Linked DNA regions of Mus musculus: region 2 is linked to region 1. Evidence: chromatin contacts called from public HiChIP or PLAC-seq data. All regions are on one chromosome and are shown on one strand. The core of a region is the stretch at or near the end of the contact, and the rest is flanking DNA. Distances in the headings are between cores, read along the strand shown.

Region 1 (7,175 bases), core at 3,480-5,979:
GGGAGTGGGTGGGTTGGGGAGCAGGGTGGGGGGGGAGGTATAGAGGACTTTCGGGATAGCATTTGGGATGCAAATGAAGAAAATATCTAATTTTTAAAAAGGTGTTCTTAGCACACTTGAAATGCCTTTTGGAATCAGTATGGTTGAACTTGACAGTAAAATAACCTTCTGAGCCCCCTTAATGAGAAGCCAACCCATCTTTCCAGGCTTGGCTTAAATAACTTCTTCATGGGAATGCTATTACCAGCTTCCCTCCTAGTTCATTAGGAAGAATATCATTGGGTTAGCTCCATACGTTGGTTACCCTTCAGAAAACTCCAAGCTGGCTTGCACTCCCCCACCTCCCCAGCCTCAGGGATCCTTAGTCCAGGCAGACAAGTCAGAAATGATGCCACACAGACAGTCATTCACCAGATATATTTGAACTCTAAGCTCTTTGAGCTGTACACGTGCACAAATGATTCAGTTGGTGGAAACCTTCCCCTTCCCCTCCATTTAAAAACGTTTCAAACTTAAAAGAGCGCTAAAGAGGTTTGCATAATGAGCATCATGGAAGTGTCCAGGTGACTTTCTCGATGCTGGGAGGTCCCGTGGCTTCCCCATTCCTTCTGGGGAAAGCTCCCCCTCCCCCGTCCCCATGCTCAATCTAGCGCGAGAACCCCTTGATCTGTAGCAGGTTAACGTCAACAGATGGCAATACAGTTTACTAAGACTAATCATCTGGGCCGTCTAGAACACTGAGTTCTTAAGGACTATGCAAGGTAGTCACACTCAACTTTTACTAAATTAGACATTTCTGCTATCATTGTTTGGAAGCGCAAATTATTTCCCAGACTTTCATTTTGTTTCTCTCTCTCTCTCTCTCTCTCTCTCTCTCTCTCTCTCTCTCTCTCTCTCCTGCATCCTGAAAGTTAATGTGGATTAGAAGGTCAGCCCCTGGTAGTTGACTGTTGTAATCAATCCATCTATACAACCGATTTCACTGTTTCTGCCACGAGAGGGCATCATCTCGCCACTATTTCTAGTCTTTCCATGGCCAATTTAAAAAAAAGAAAACAAAACCTTCCACAACAAAGGAAAGTCAAAGCCTTTGCTTACTGTGTACACTCCTCAGATCTGATTTTGAAAAGACGACTTGTTTTCCCCATGGAAACTTAGGATTCCACAAGCAATACTGTCCTCGGTCTCAATCGTACTGTACCGTGTCCGGCACTATATTGCTATATTTCACAGTAGAACGGACTTTTAATTTTCTGAATGATCAGTCTAGGTTTGAAGTTTCTGCGGAAACTAACATACACCTTAATCAAAAAACCACAATTATCCCCCCATCAGGTGGCTGTGTTAGTGTTCTTGTGTGTTACTCCGAGGCTTAGGCCATGAAAGTCCTTGCCTGTTGTGTGGTAAATGGTATTTGCATCCAAAGTTACTAGTTAATGAACAGGAATAGATGAGGCTTGACACATGGAGCAGAAAGTATGGTTCTGCAGGTGTATCTTCTGTAATGCACTTTGGGCTAGAGATATACAAAAGTCACACATAACAAAAACAAGGAACTTTTGAGCGCATGGGCATTGGATGAATGGGAAGGGCATCCGTTTACCCATCATCCTTTGTGCTCTGAAATGCTCAGCTGTATACATTTCTTGGATTTAGCGTCACCCAAGTTGCTTATAACTGATACTTGGATCTTTGTTTGGAAACAGGTGGTTTGGACAGCAAAGGTTGGCTAGTCAGTTATCTATTGGCATGAGACATTGCTGTTCCCTTTTACAACTTAGCACGAACCGCAATAGCATGTAATAGTATCAGGTTATCTACATTAGAATCAGAATGCATTCAGAAGCAACACAGGTATGATGTCATTAAGCAGCTAATGGTTGAACAATCACTAAATAAAAAACATCCAGATTTTAAAAGCACAGCTCAAACATCTGTACAAATATACAAAGGGGTAGGGGACAGTCATTCAGACACTATGAGATTTTATAATAAATAGGTTTGTCTGAAATCGGTCTCTGTCACTTGGACAAGCCTCCCCAGTAACACTGGGTAGACCTCTGTGGTAGTGATGTTCAACATCTTTGGGGCCATGCTCAATTTTACCTCCAGGAATTTGGCCAGAGTTATATGATGTAATTGACTCAAACTAATAATGATTCCCAGACTTATTGAGCTGAATGGTGCTGCGGATGCCCCTTGTCTATACAGGACAGGGCTGGGATACCACAAGTTGGGGCATACCCTCAAAATCATCAAAATCAATGCTGGTGATCGTGCATGTCCTGGGAATGTCGGGATGCAGAGGACTGGGTGAGACCAGATAGGGGGATCTCATGCAGTCAAAGCCAAGTTTACTTATGGTCCTATATAAGTGGCCAGGAAAAAAACATCACACACACACACACACACACACACACACACACACACACAGGACTGAACTGGAGCAGCTCACAAACAACATAAAGGCTCTTCATTACCGATGTCTCTGGCTTGGATCAACATGAAAGAACAGAGATATGGGCTGTACTGATTATTTAATAAGAAAATACTACCCTCTATCTAGAACTTTCTAAGTGATGGATTGTAGTTAATGGGTAGGAGTTGATTGGGAGACATATCACCTTTGCCTAGCCCTTTTGTCCGAGAGGCTTAATTACAAGGAAGGATTCGCAAACAACCAAACACCCAGGGACTTAAAGGCAATTAATTGTTTGGACAAACAACAAGGGGGGGGGCGGGAAGCATGATAAGAGGAGATGCATGTTATCATGGACGTGCTCAGTTGGACACGGAGGGTGGCAGGCCGGGACGCCGGGTCTGGATGATTTTTGGCTTTGGGGAAGTCTTTGGGTCCTCCTCCTCCTCCATGTCGCTGTCACACACATGCACCACGACGCTCGGTGTAGACTCAGTTCCAGCGTGCAGCTCATATTTCTCTCCTGAAAAGCAAGAGACATTGGCTGAGAAAAGGGACAGAGGTTTGTTGTTTGGTTGGTTGGGGTTTTTTTTTTTTTTGTCTATTTGTTGTTGTTTGTTGTTGTTTTGTTTTGTTGCTGTTTTGAGACAGGGTCTCTCTGTGTAGCTCCAGCTGTCCTTTAACTCACTCTGCAGACTAGCCTGGCCTCAATCACAGAGATCAACCTGCCTATGCTTCCTAAGTGCTGGGATTAAAGGCATGAGCCTGGCTGAAGGTGTTTTTAAATTCATTTTCTCATATATTACATCCTGACCACAGTTTCCTCTCCCCCACTCTCTCCCTGCATTTCCCCCACCTACCCCTCCATTTCTCTTCAGAAAAGGGCAGGCCTTCCATGGATATCAACCAAAGAGCATGTCAAATAAGACTAGACACCTCCCCTCGAATTAAGGCTGAACAAGGCAATTCAGTAGTAGGAAAAAGATCAAGAGAGTCAGAGATAGCCCCTGCTCCCACTGTTAGGAGTTCTACAAGAAGACCAAGCTTTACAACTATAACACATACCTAGGTCAGACTCATGCAGGCTCCCTAGTTGTCAGTTCTGTTTCTCTGAGCCCCTGTGAGCCTAAGTTAGTTGATTCTTTGGGTTTTCCTGTGGTGTCCTTGACCCCTCTGGTTCCTTTTGTCCTTCCTCTCCCTCAGGAAAGAGTCTTAAAAGCTGCTTTAGTAAGGTTTGCAAAGGAAATAGGTCAAACATGTTTTGGTGCATTGGGAAGCCTGCGATCTGACATCAGATGGAATAAGGCCTGTCTGTCATTGTGTCCTAGCTAACATCTATCAAATATTCAACTGCCATCTGTCCACTATCAACTAGCCAACCACAAATAAGCCATTTAACCTTTCTCAGGACAGCAAGCACTGTAATGCTCTGGCTCCTCAGTGCCCTCCAAAAGCTCAGGTTGCCATGCCCTTGGACATGAGAGAACATTCAAGAGCTGAAGCATCACAGAAGGAAGTTAGACCATTGAGGATATGCTCCTGAAGGTGATGATCAGACCCCGGCCCTCTTCTCTCTCCTTTTTTGCTTCCTGACCTCCATGAGGTAAGTGGGTCTGCCTTCTCCATCATGGTTCTGTAGAAAGATTCTCTTATCAATATCACTCGTCAATAAATAAGCTGACGGCTAATGAGCTGAGGCAGAAATAGGGGGTGAGGCACTGGCAGGAAGAGAGGGGATTCTGGAAAATAGTAGGAAATGAAAGAGAGACACAGGGGAGAGCCAAGAGAGATGAGATTCAAGACCAAGAAGATGGGCGTAAACCAGCATGCAGATACTGAGGAGATTCTAAGGAAGAAGTGGGCTGGGACTAAAGAAGAGGTAACTAACCACATAGACATAGAATAGTTTAAATGGGCTAAATAAGTTACGAGCTAGTCAGGGAATGAGCCAAAGCTTATGGCCTAGAAATAATAATAATAATAATAATAATAATAATAATAATAATAATAATAATAAATGTCTTAAAGTTGTTATTGATGGGGACTAAAGGACCAAAAGGAAAAAACAGATTTAAAAATTACTTTTACATGGTTCCCTCCTGACAACTGTGCTTCACAGCACCAAGTGAGCATGGACCAAAGGCTCTGAAGCCATAAGCCCAAATCAACTTCATTGACTGATTAGTTTAGGTGTCTTGTCTCAGTGACAGAGAGCTGACTAACACAGCCAGTTAGTCAGACCTGTTACTGTTTGATCCCAGGACTTGCTGCTAATGGCTGAGTAATCTTGAGTCAAACATGTTTTGGCAGAGATAGTCTTTAAATTCTCCTCCAGATGTATGATTCACACAACCACAGCTCTGGGGTATAATAGGCATGGATTATTGCTTGTCCGGAATCTTCAGTGGTTAGTGAGTGACTGGTTGGTGATCATTAAGGCCATAATCCCAAGAGTCTTTCATTCTCTCTCTCTGTCTCTCTCTGTCTCTCTCTCTGTCTCTCTCTCTGTCTCTCTGTCTCTCTCTCTCTCTCTGTCTCTCTCTCTCTGTCCCTCTCTCTGTGTCTCTCTCTCTGTCTCTGTCTCTCTCTCTCTCTCTCCCTCGCCCCCCTCTCTCCCTCTCACTGTCTCTTTGGCTTGGGGGTACATAGGTATATAGATATGCATATGTGTACATGAGCATATGCAGCCTAGAGGACATTCATAGATATTGTCCCTCTTGCACATCCACCTTTGGCTGTTGTTTGTGGTGGTTTGAATATGCTTGGCCCAATGAGTGGCACTATTAGGAGGGGCGGCTTTGTTGGAGGAAGTATGTCACTGTGGGGGTGGGCAAAGAGACCTTCCTCCTAACCATGTAAGAGCCACTCTTCTAGCAGCCTTCAGATGAAGATATAGAACTCTCAGCTCCTCCTGCACCATGCTTGGCTGGACATTGCCATGCTCCTGTCTTGATAATGGACTGAACCTCTGAACCTGTAAGCCAGTCCCAATTAAATGTTGTCCTTATAAAAATTGCCTCTGGTTCCCTGTTTTACAATCAAGTCACTCCCTGGCATCTATATGTCTTCATTTCACCTCAGTAGGTATTTCTTGAGCCTCTCCCATGGTCTTCCCCATTGCTGAATGCACAGTGTAGTCAAACAACATTTGTGCCTTAACAGCATAGACCAGTAGAAGCAACACAATCTCCATGTACAAGAGAAGGTGGGTCTACAGCCTGTACTGTCTCCATAACTGTTAGCATCTCCATCTTCCCCTGAAACCTCACTCCTTACAGCCCATCCTTCAGGACTCAACAGAGAAAGGACTTCTAAAGGTAGTATCTTCTAGATTGTATCTTGGTGACCAACTCCCCAAGTCTCACCAAGTTCAGATGTCCTTGAACTAGTCAAGAAGATTCTGTGTCACCTCTCAGCAGTCTTTTCCTGAATTCACCCACTCTCCGTGTGCTTTGTCAGAGTGACTTACCAGTTCTCGCCTAATCATGGTGTCTATATTCTTACACTCGGCCTATCTGCTGCTATTATTTGGAACCATCTCACCTCTCTCTAAGAGTTCCTTAAATCTTGCCTTCCTACAAGGATCACAACCTAGAAACCACCCTGCCCAGGAATCGTGCCTGCTGTCCTAGGTCTGTAATGTGAGCCTCTACTTGATGATTAGAACGAGTATTGTTAGTCCCCATGACAGGGTGTCAGCCATTTGTGGTTCTGTCCACACACTGGTAATCGAACAGGAGCGGAACAGAAAACTTGCAAGCTAAAGACTTGAATGTTGGAGGCTGACATTGAAAACGGGGACCCTGGATGATGTAGTAGGTATCAAAGCTCTTCCAAGTGATGCTGGGAAGGATGGCCATACTGCTTAGTCACTGTTATTCGTTGAACTGTCCCCCTAAAAGGAATTGAAGTCCTAACCTTGAGTACTTGTGAATGTGACTGCACTTGATCATAGGGTCTCTTTAGAGATGGCCACGTGAAGATGAGGTCATTAAGTCCATAGCCTTAGAAAAAAGGATGAGGTTGGGTAAACACACAGAAACTCACACAGAGTGAATAAATGCCACATGAAGAACGGGTCTATGTTGTCCAATGCCAGGTTATGACCAGAAGCTAGGAAAGAGGCAGGAACAGGTCCTTCCCTAACACATTCAGAGAGAGAGAGAGAGAGAGAGTATCGCCCTGTACACACCTTGATCTTGGAACCTCCAGAAATGCATGCCAACAAGTCTTGTTACAGATGTCATTCACATTATGGTGCTTTGTTATACATCCTGGCAAACGAATACAGATCAACTCTGCTTTTTATTCAGAGTCAAAAAAAGTTTTATTCCTTTTAGAGATGTGCACAGGTGTGTTTGCATGCACGTGCATGCTTGCTTGTTCCTGTAGGCTCAGGTGTGAAGATCACAAGACAGCCTTGGGGATTCGTTCTTATTTAGTTCCTCATCTGAGAGAGGGCTGGGCCATGAGTGCTTGGGATCCCCTCATTTATAGCTTCCATCTTGGCATAGGAACGGTAGGACTAGGGACATACCCTAGCGTCTCTGGCTTTCCGTGGGCTCCAGATATCTGAACTCAGGCCCTCCTATTTGCATGGCCAGTGCTTTGCTCACTCAACGGTCTCCTCAGTCTACAAGGCAGGAAGCTCTTTATGAGATCCTCTGTCAGCATCCCCATCAGCATCCCACTGTGTCCAGTAGGAACTTTCATGGAAGTGACTGGTCCAGGAAAACAGAGTATTATGGCTCCTAAG
Region 2 (7,175 bases), core at 2,743-5,242, 200 kb before region 1:
AGAGCTCAGCGCCTGACACAGCCCAGGAGCAACATTTGCTGACAGGTAAACAGAACTTTGAGAGAAACACAGAAAAAATGATTGTATTCTAACTCTGCTTCCCTTCCTGAGAATGCAGGCATGTCCTTGGGGCAGGAACTCAGGGCTTCTCGTGTGACAGGATTGCACCAACCGAGCCGTATCCCCAACCCTTTTACACGGCTTCCCTTCCCAGCAGCCAGGGAAAGTCTTACAGCTGACAACGGCCCAGCTTACAGATCTTACAGCTGAAGATCCTTCCGTGGCGACCCTGCAGCACTGAGCTCATGCCTGACTCTGTCAGGAACGCCGGGGTTTCCAGTGTAACAACGAGGTAGGATTGTTTTCATCTCTGATTACTGTATTCTGCAATTAATGACCCCAGACTCGGCCATCTTTTAGACTATGTCTCTTACCTCCTCTTGTATCAGCAATAGCTAATCTGCCCCCGTGAGAACTCTCAGCTCCTACACCTGCCAGTCCCAATCTGTATTTGTATGTATGTATGTATGTATGTATGTATGTATGTATGTATGTGGCTTGCTCAGACTTATGGCTCCTGGTGTGGTCTCAGTTTCCTGGTTTGTCATCATTACATCAGCCTTTTATCCCTTCTACTGAAGATGAAGAAGTTTGCACAATCTTGAGCTTTTCAGGAGAATAAGGCTGGTGGGGAGAGAGGGGGGAAGGGAGAAGGAAAGATGGAGGGGGAGGGGAGGGGAGGGGGAGGGAGAGGGAAAGATGGAGGAGAGGGAAAGATGGACGGGAAGAGAGAGGAGGAGGGGAGGAGAAGGGGGAGGGGGAGAGGGAGGGGGAGGGGGAGGGGAGAGAGGGAGATCTTCCCAGGTCCCCTAAAGGCACTCTGTAGGAACTGACTGGCAATACCTATGGGTAACTTGCCTTAATGCACCCACTCTGAGATTGGCATTCCATTTTGCTAACCTCAAACTGAAGCAGCCCCACTGGAAATCTACCTTCCCACAGCTAACTCTCTCCCTGTCCATAGGTCTGTAAAGAACCAGCTCATTACTTCTCGGGGGTTAGGGTCTCCTCCAGGAACTCTTCAATCTTGTTGACATCTGTCTTCACATCCCCATTGAAGGTCAGGAAGGGCGGGTGCGTGCCAGGAGCCAGGTTGTGTAGATCGGCTGGCTTTCTGTGGAGAGAGTAAGATTCCAGTGATGGTGTGAACCATTGTCCCTCTGGTTCTGAGAAGCCTATGGCATGAACTCTGGTCTGGGGTTAATCAACATGCTTGTAGCATAACCAGATTTGTGGTACTAGGTGTGAGACAGTAGGAGCTGGATAGAGCTCTGTGGGCCTGTGGTGTGAAACCGAAAACTCATCCACAGGAAGAAAATGGCAGAAGTAACTCACAAGTGGAAGCTGAACACAACTGAAAAGCCCGGAGAGGATCATGGTGACCGTCTAAATTAGCTCCCGGCTTTAACTGCACAGGACTGTGCTTCCAAATGCCCTCTTACTAATTATTCCAACAAAACACACAATTCCAGGCTTGACAAATTAACACAGCGGGGCTGAAGAAATGGCTCAGCGGTTAACTGGCCTCCACAAACAAAAATAAGTAACACATTGGATCCTAAATGTATTTGAATACTATATTACTATATGCATGTGTGTGTGTGTGTGTGTGTGTGTGTGTGTGTGTGTGTGTGTTTTGGGGACTTCTTCAAGTTCCAATGCTCCCATTCTGAGTAACATACATTTTAATATGTAGCAATTAACATCTAATATTGTTCAATCTCTTCCTAGACTTCACAAATATACACACATATAATTTGCCTCTAAATGATCCCTGGCATGGAGGATCCATGAGAGAGGGAACTAGTAATTGAAAACCAGACTGTTGGATGAAGTCAGTGTGTTCAAGGAGCATTATTGCTGTTTAACCAATGGACCCTGGTGAAAACTCATGGGGTTAGGTCCAGAGGCCTACGTTCAATATTGCAGATCAGGAAACATCAGGGAGGCTATGGCTAAGGGTTCTACATCAAGAACTATGAGCTGGGCTTGGTGGTCCATCCATTCCTGTTATCCCAGAGCTTGGAAGGCTGGAGCAGGGGGATTGCTACCATTGTGATACCAGCTTGGGCTACAGACTAGAATACCGTCTCGGAAATTAATCAAACAGACAAAGAGTTCCCAACACCTACATTCAGTTTCCAAAACCCACAAGGCAGCTAACAGCTCAGAATTGCCTGTAAATCCAGTTGCAGGAGGACTGATGCCCTCTTCTGGCCCCTTCAGGTACTGCACACACACAGTGAACAGACACACATGCAGGCAAATCAGCCACACATGTATAATAAAAAATTAAATTTAAAAAGGGTTAACTTTAACTGTGAAATTAGAACTCAAAAGTTGGTCTGATATTGAAAAAACTCCAACCCAATTATGAAAGTTTGTGCTTTTCAATGAATGCCAGGGACCAGTAGGCAGCTATCCTACAGGAAACCAGTTAATAATCCAACATACTTCACCATTTACTGTTTTTAATCTTAATTTGAGCACACATTTTTAAAAAATATAACCATTATGATTTTAATTTTACTAAAACTTAGTTGTTTTGTGAAAGATTTTTAAAATTAATTTAATATATGTAAATTGAAGATCTCCCCAGTCAGAAATGGAATCTTTTACAATAAAGATTGAGGGCACTTAAGGGGTACTTATAGTTATAAATAATCCAATTCCAAGGAGTCACAACTTCATTTATCTAGTAGGACTTGAGTAAACACAATGACTCATGTTGAGGAAAGCAGTTTCCTTTTGTCTCAGGTTTTCCCGGGACCAGTAAAACCTTATAGATGAAGGCTACCTTGCCAAACTCAGTCCTTCTGAAGAGAGAATACAGGCCCGCTTGTCCCAACTAGACAAGTGAGCTGAGGCAGAAAGAGCTCAAGTTCAAGGCCAGCCTGGACTCCCAGAGTGAACTCAGGTTTAGTCTGGGAAAGTTCGCAAGATCTATATCAAAACAGAAAGTACGAAGAGGGAGCCGGTTTGAAATAGCAAGCCCTTGCCTAGTATGTGTGAAGCCCTGGTTCCATCCCGGACTCCATACCAAAGCATAAACAAGAAAGGTATCTTGCTATGCTGCTCGCAGTCACTCTTAAATCTAAGATAACCCAGTGTCGGGAACCTCACCACCTTTGCAGCGCACACAGGAGACACTGCATGCATCAGGGAGAGGGAGATGCTGAGGTCCTCGTGATCCAGAGAGGCAGGGGAAGATGTTAGGGAAGAGTACAGCAATGTGGAGCATGCATCCAATGAATGAACAAGGAGTAATCAATCGAACTTTCTAGACTCAGCCCTCAACAGTGCCTGGTGTGGTCCCTGTCGGTGCTGGATACTTAGTATATTGAGTGCCACAGGGAAGGTACGTCAAGAACGCAAGAAGGACATTGCGTCTGTTAGTGCCAGTGATGTGGTGTGCTTCTAAAATCCCTCCTGCCAGGTGGTCAAATTCCTGAGCCAGTATCAAGGAAGGAGGGGACGGGGTGGGGTGGGGGTGTGGCTTAGCAACAGGAAGTGGAGACTCCCGGCTGTACTGAGGAAACAGGGTAGGGCTCACGCAGGAGTCTCAGGGCAGCCATGGGAGTTTCCATTCTCTGAGTTTGCAACATTCTTTGTGGCCACTGGAGCAGAAAATATGAGATGGAGAAACTGTAAAATGTCAACGAGAGGGGGCAGAGGCTTCTGTGAGGAGACAAATTCCTGGTCTAATCAGCTAGGGAGGGGACGACAAGAATTCCAGTGACAGCTCCCAAGTCACTCCCAACAGGCTGCTTGCTCTCCAGCCTCCTTCTGTGACACTCAAACAACTGAGACTAATTTACTTAGTTCCTTGTTGACTCAGTGTGCGTCCCTCCCCTCACATAAAGAGAGGACATTCTTTGCAGGCTGCTCCTGTTTTGTAACTGACACTGGCCAGGAAGGAAGTCCTCTCTGGTCTTATTTTGGAGCAGTTACTGTGGCTTAAAGACACAGCGGTCTGTTAGTCTGTTGACGGGGCAGCAGTGTGGTTTTGTTTGTGACGGGGCAGCAGTGTGGTTTCGTTTCTGGGATCCTGGGGGTACTTTGGCTGCTAGGTTCTGACACCTTTGGGACATGCCACTTCTGGCTCCTGAAGCTGGGCATTGTCAAAAGCATGCTGGCCAGCGCCACCCCTTCCTCTCTCAGTCAGCTCCCACCCCCGCAGTTGGAATTGAAATTACAGAATTCCATGTCTCCAGATTGGATTTGTGAATTATTTCACGGGCCTCATCCTTTCTTTAGCTCCCTGATTCACAGCTCCATGAGGGGCGCCGGGTTTCAAGTTCGTGCAGCAAGCCAAGTAGAATCCTAAACATAAACCCATGGCCCACCTCTTTAAACCCCTAACAGCACTCTCTCGGATTAAAAACTGGGATAAGATCAGTTTTCATAGGAATTAGTATTTGTGTGCGTGCGGATAGTGCTGTAAACAAAGGTGACCACCAAGGCAGCCTTAGAGGGATGTCGGCAGGACTGGGTCTGATAATGTGTGTGAGAGAAGCAGAAGCATCCTTAAGATGCCCGAGAGACTCCGTCCCCTGCCTGAGCTCCAGCTTGGAACTCTAGTGAGAGTTCTCTCCTACGGATGAGAATCTAAAGACTCTGGTCTCTCGGAAAGGAAGCTCCTTGCCCAGGCTCTGGGATCCTGCTCGTTTTAGTTGTTACAGACACAGGCTGCATGGGAGGTACATGCTCCCTTACTGTGCCAGACACTAGGATCTTAGCAGCAGCCCCTCTATTTCCAGCTGGTAGGAGACCTCAGTGGGTCTGCTCGGCTTCCTTGTCTAATATAGAATGCTGGAATTTCCCTTATGAAGTACCTATCACGGGATTTTGCAGGGGAAAGCCATCAGCAGTTAGGAAGCATTGGAGTTGTAGATGTTACGACGAGGTAAGGCACTAAAGGATGACTCCGCCTGAGGAAGCTCAGATCGGACCTAGGTGAGTTTCAAGGGAGGCCACTCCGGACAGTGATGGGTTACAGAGGCCTTCCCAAGAAGTTGGGACTGAAACTGAGCCTAGAGGCAGGAGATTCTCAAGTTCCGAGGAACGAGGAGGAGAAGCCTGACGAATGTAGAAGAAGCCTCTTACCAGGAGCTTCTGGGAACAAGAGCAGCCCCGAGGGCAGATGGGACCCAGGGAGGAGCATTAGACCTGAACAGAGTAGGCTGTTTTGGAAGCCTTTCCACCATGGGCTGGAGGACGTGGCCAAGCTTTGCTGGACACTGTTAGCCGCCACGGAGTTAAGACACCTTCTACGTCTACTCAGAGGACCCAGACTATAGCTCAGTGACAGCACTTGAACGGCATGCAGGGAGCCCCAAGTTAGATCCTTAGCACAACAGGTAACTATGAATACAATGGAACTCAGGAGTGCAAAGGAATAGACACAATCAAGCTGTATGTTTCGCCTCTTAGGGCCTGTACATGCAGTCCTCGGGTCCAGAACCCTCCCACTAGGTGTTCTGAAAGCCAAGACAAATCCTCAGTAAAGGTCTTGATTCTAATTCCCTGAAAATTCAGCTGTCAGTGCTGAAGCCCACCAGGGTCCTGCAGACCTAACGCCTGTGCTATTGTGATATATGTTTTTATACGCCTGTGCCCATCCTTGAGGCAGACACTTGTTGTGTGCCCTTGCCTTCCCTTCTCTTTTCTTCTTGCTAATCAACGGATGCCAACCAGGGTAGTGAAGCACAGCCCTGAGGGAGGTTCTGGTTATGTTTCTTTTAGCCTCCTTTGTGAGCTGGGTTGGGCCCTGGGAACAGTTCTGGGCAATGAGATGGGATTCATCCGAGGTTTCCTGGAGCCCCAGGATGGCCCTGGATTTGCTCTCATTCCATCTGACTCTTCCTTGCGCTAGATGTCCCCTCATGAACACAGGGTCCTTTACCTTTTCAGATCCACGGTGGTGACATTGAACACGACTCCTTTCAGCCAGAGGATCATGAAGAGACGCTGAGAGAAGGGACAGTTGCCAATGCTTTCCCCGTCGATCCCAGCCTGGAAAGAAAACAAAGGCAGAAGCCTGAGTCTCAGGGCACTGGTGCACAGAAAAGAATATGGATCATAAAGAACAAACTCTGGGCTTAGAGCCACACACCTCCCAGCCAACTTCAGAGATCCGTTGTATCCTTCTCCGTTTCCCTACTATTAGGGCAGAACGATGCCTGTGCCTTGTGTGCTCTTCATAAATGCTGAGCTGGAGCTTCCAACATGAGATGTTCTAGAACCACACTTTCTGAAACCACAGAACCTCCAGGCTCTCTAAATAAAGCAGGAGTGAACGATTCAGTTCCTAGCTCGCTAAGTGACAAGCAGCAAGGACTGTGGAACTCTGGTCACACTTGCTCCATCAGCATGTCTCAGGACAGGAACCTTGGACTGTGATTCCACCTCCAGTAGCCAGGATAATCATCAAAGGCAGCACTCTAATCAGTACGGCGCTTAGTATAGTAACAGCGGTTGGTATCAATATATTACTTATTGGTGAAAACATCCTTTGTATTCAAGAGACACATATTGATGATTAACAGTGTGTTGGGGCATTGGGAGAAATGGCCCTAGAGAGTTTTAGTAAAAGGTGTGTGTGTGTGTGTGTGTGTGTGTGTGTGTGTGTGTATGTGTGTGTGTGTGTGTGTGTGTGTGTTGGTCAGAAAAGGGCATCAGATTCTTGGTGCATGAGTTACAGACAGTTGTAAGCTGCCCAGTGTGAGTGCTGGGATCTAACCTCAGTCCTTGGAGAAGCAGCAAGCCATCTTAATCACTGAGCAAACTCACTAATGCCCAATGACTTTTTTTTTAATTTGCAGTTTTAATTTATTCATTTATGTATATTATATTTATGTGTATGTGTAAGCCTGGGTAGATGTGCCTGTGTGAGTGCTTGCACCTATATACGTGTGTACGTGATTTTGCATTTCAGAAAAGGGCATCAGATCCACTAGAGCTGGAGATATAGGTGGTTGTGAGCTGTTGGACTTGGGTGTTGGGATTTGAACTTGGGCACTCTGGAAAATCTACATGTACTTTTAACCACTGAGTCAATTGTCTAGACCCCAAAGATGATTCTCTAATTAATTTATTAATTCCACTCCAACCCT

Evidence for each region. HiChIP or PLAC-seq counts read pairs in DNA pulled down with a chosen protein or histone mark.
Region 2: a contact with region 1 is called in an HNF4G HiChIP or PLAC-seq map of pancreatic cancer cells. The contact joins two enhancer-like sites. A contact is called at or near these places in 1 of 484 Hi-C or Micro-C datasets (embryonic stem cells), 1 of 115 datasets of contacts at active chromatin or transcription factors (pancreatic cancer cells) and 1 of 9 other capture datasets (adipose tissue).

The regions. Positions count from the first base shown.
Region 1 is chr17:44,032,740-44,039,914 of GRCm38.p6, reverse strand. Rcan2 (regulator of calcineurin 2) reads right to left here. Exons shown (of 5, transcript NM_207649.1): 5 at 399-2,942. The coding sequence ends at 2,782. Among named protein-coding and RNA genes, the nearest start is that of Gm34857, 7.4 kb to the left of the region's middle. Within about 2 kb of position 4,729, at least 18 of the 459 cell types and tissues checked have an H3K27ac peak or open chromatin away from gene starts, as enhancers often do. A contact at or near this core is called in pancreatic cancer cells, where this site is marked.
Region 2 is chr17:44,236,033-44,243,207 of GRCm38.p6, reverse strand. It overlaps Clic5 (chloride intracellular channel 5), which reads right to left. Exons shown (of 6, transcript NM_172621.2): 2 at 5,966-6,075; 3 at 1,049-1,174. Among named protein-coding and RNA genes, the nearest start is that of Clic5, 51 kb to the right of the region's middle. Within about 2 kb of position 3,992, at least 227 of the 459 cell types and tissues checked have an H3K27ac peak or open chromatin away from gene starts, as enhancers often do. A contact at or near this core is called in pancreatic cancer cells, where this site is marked.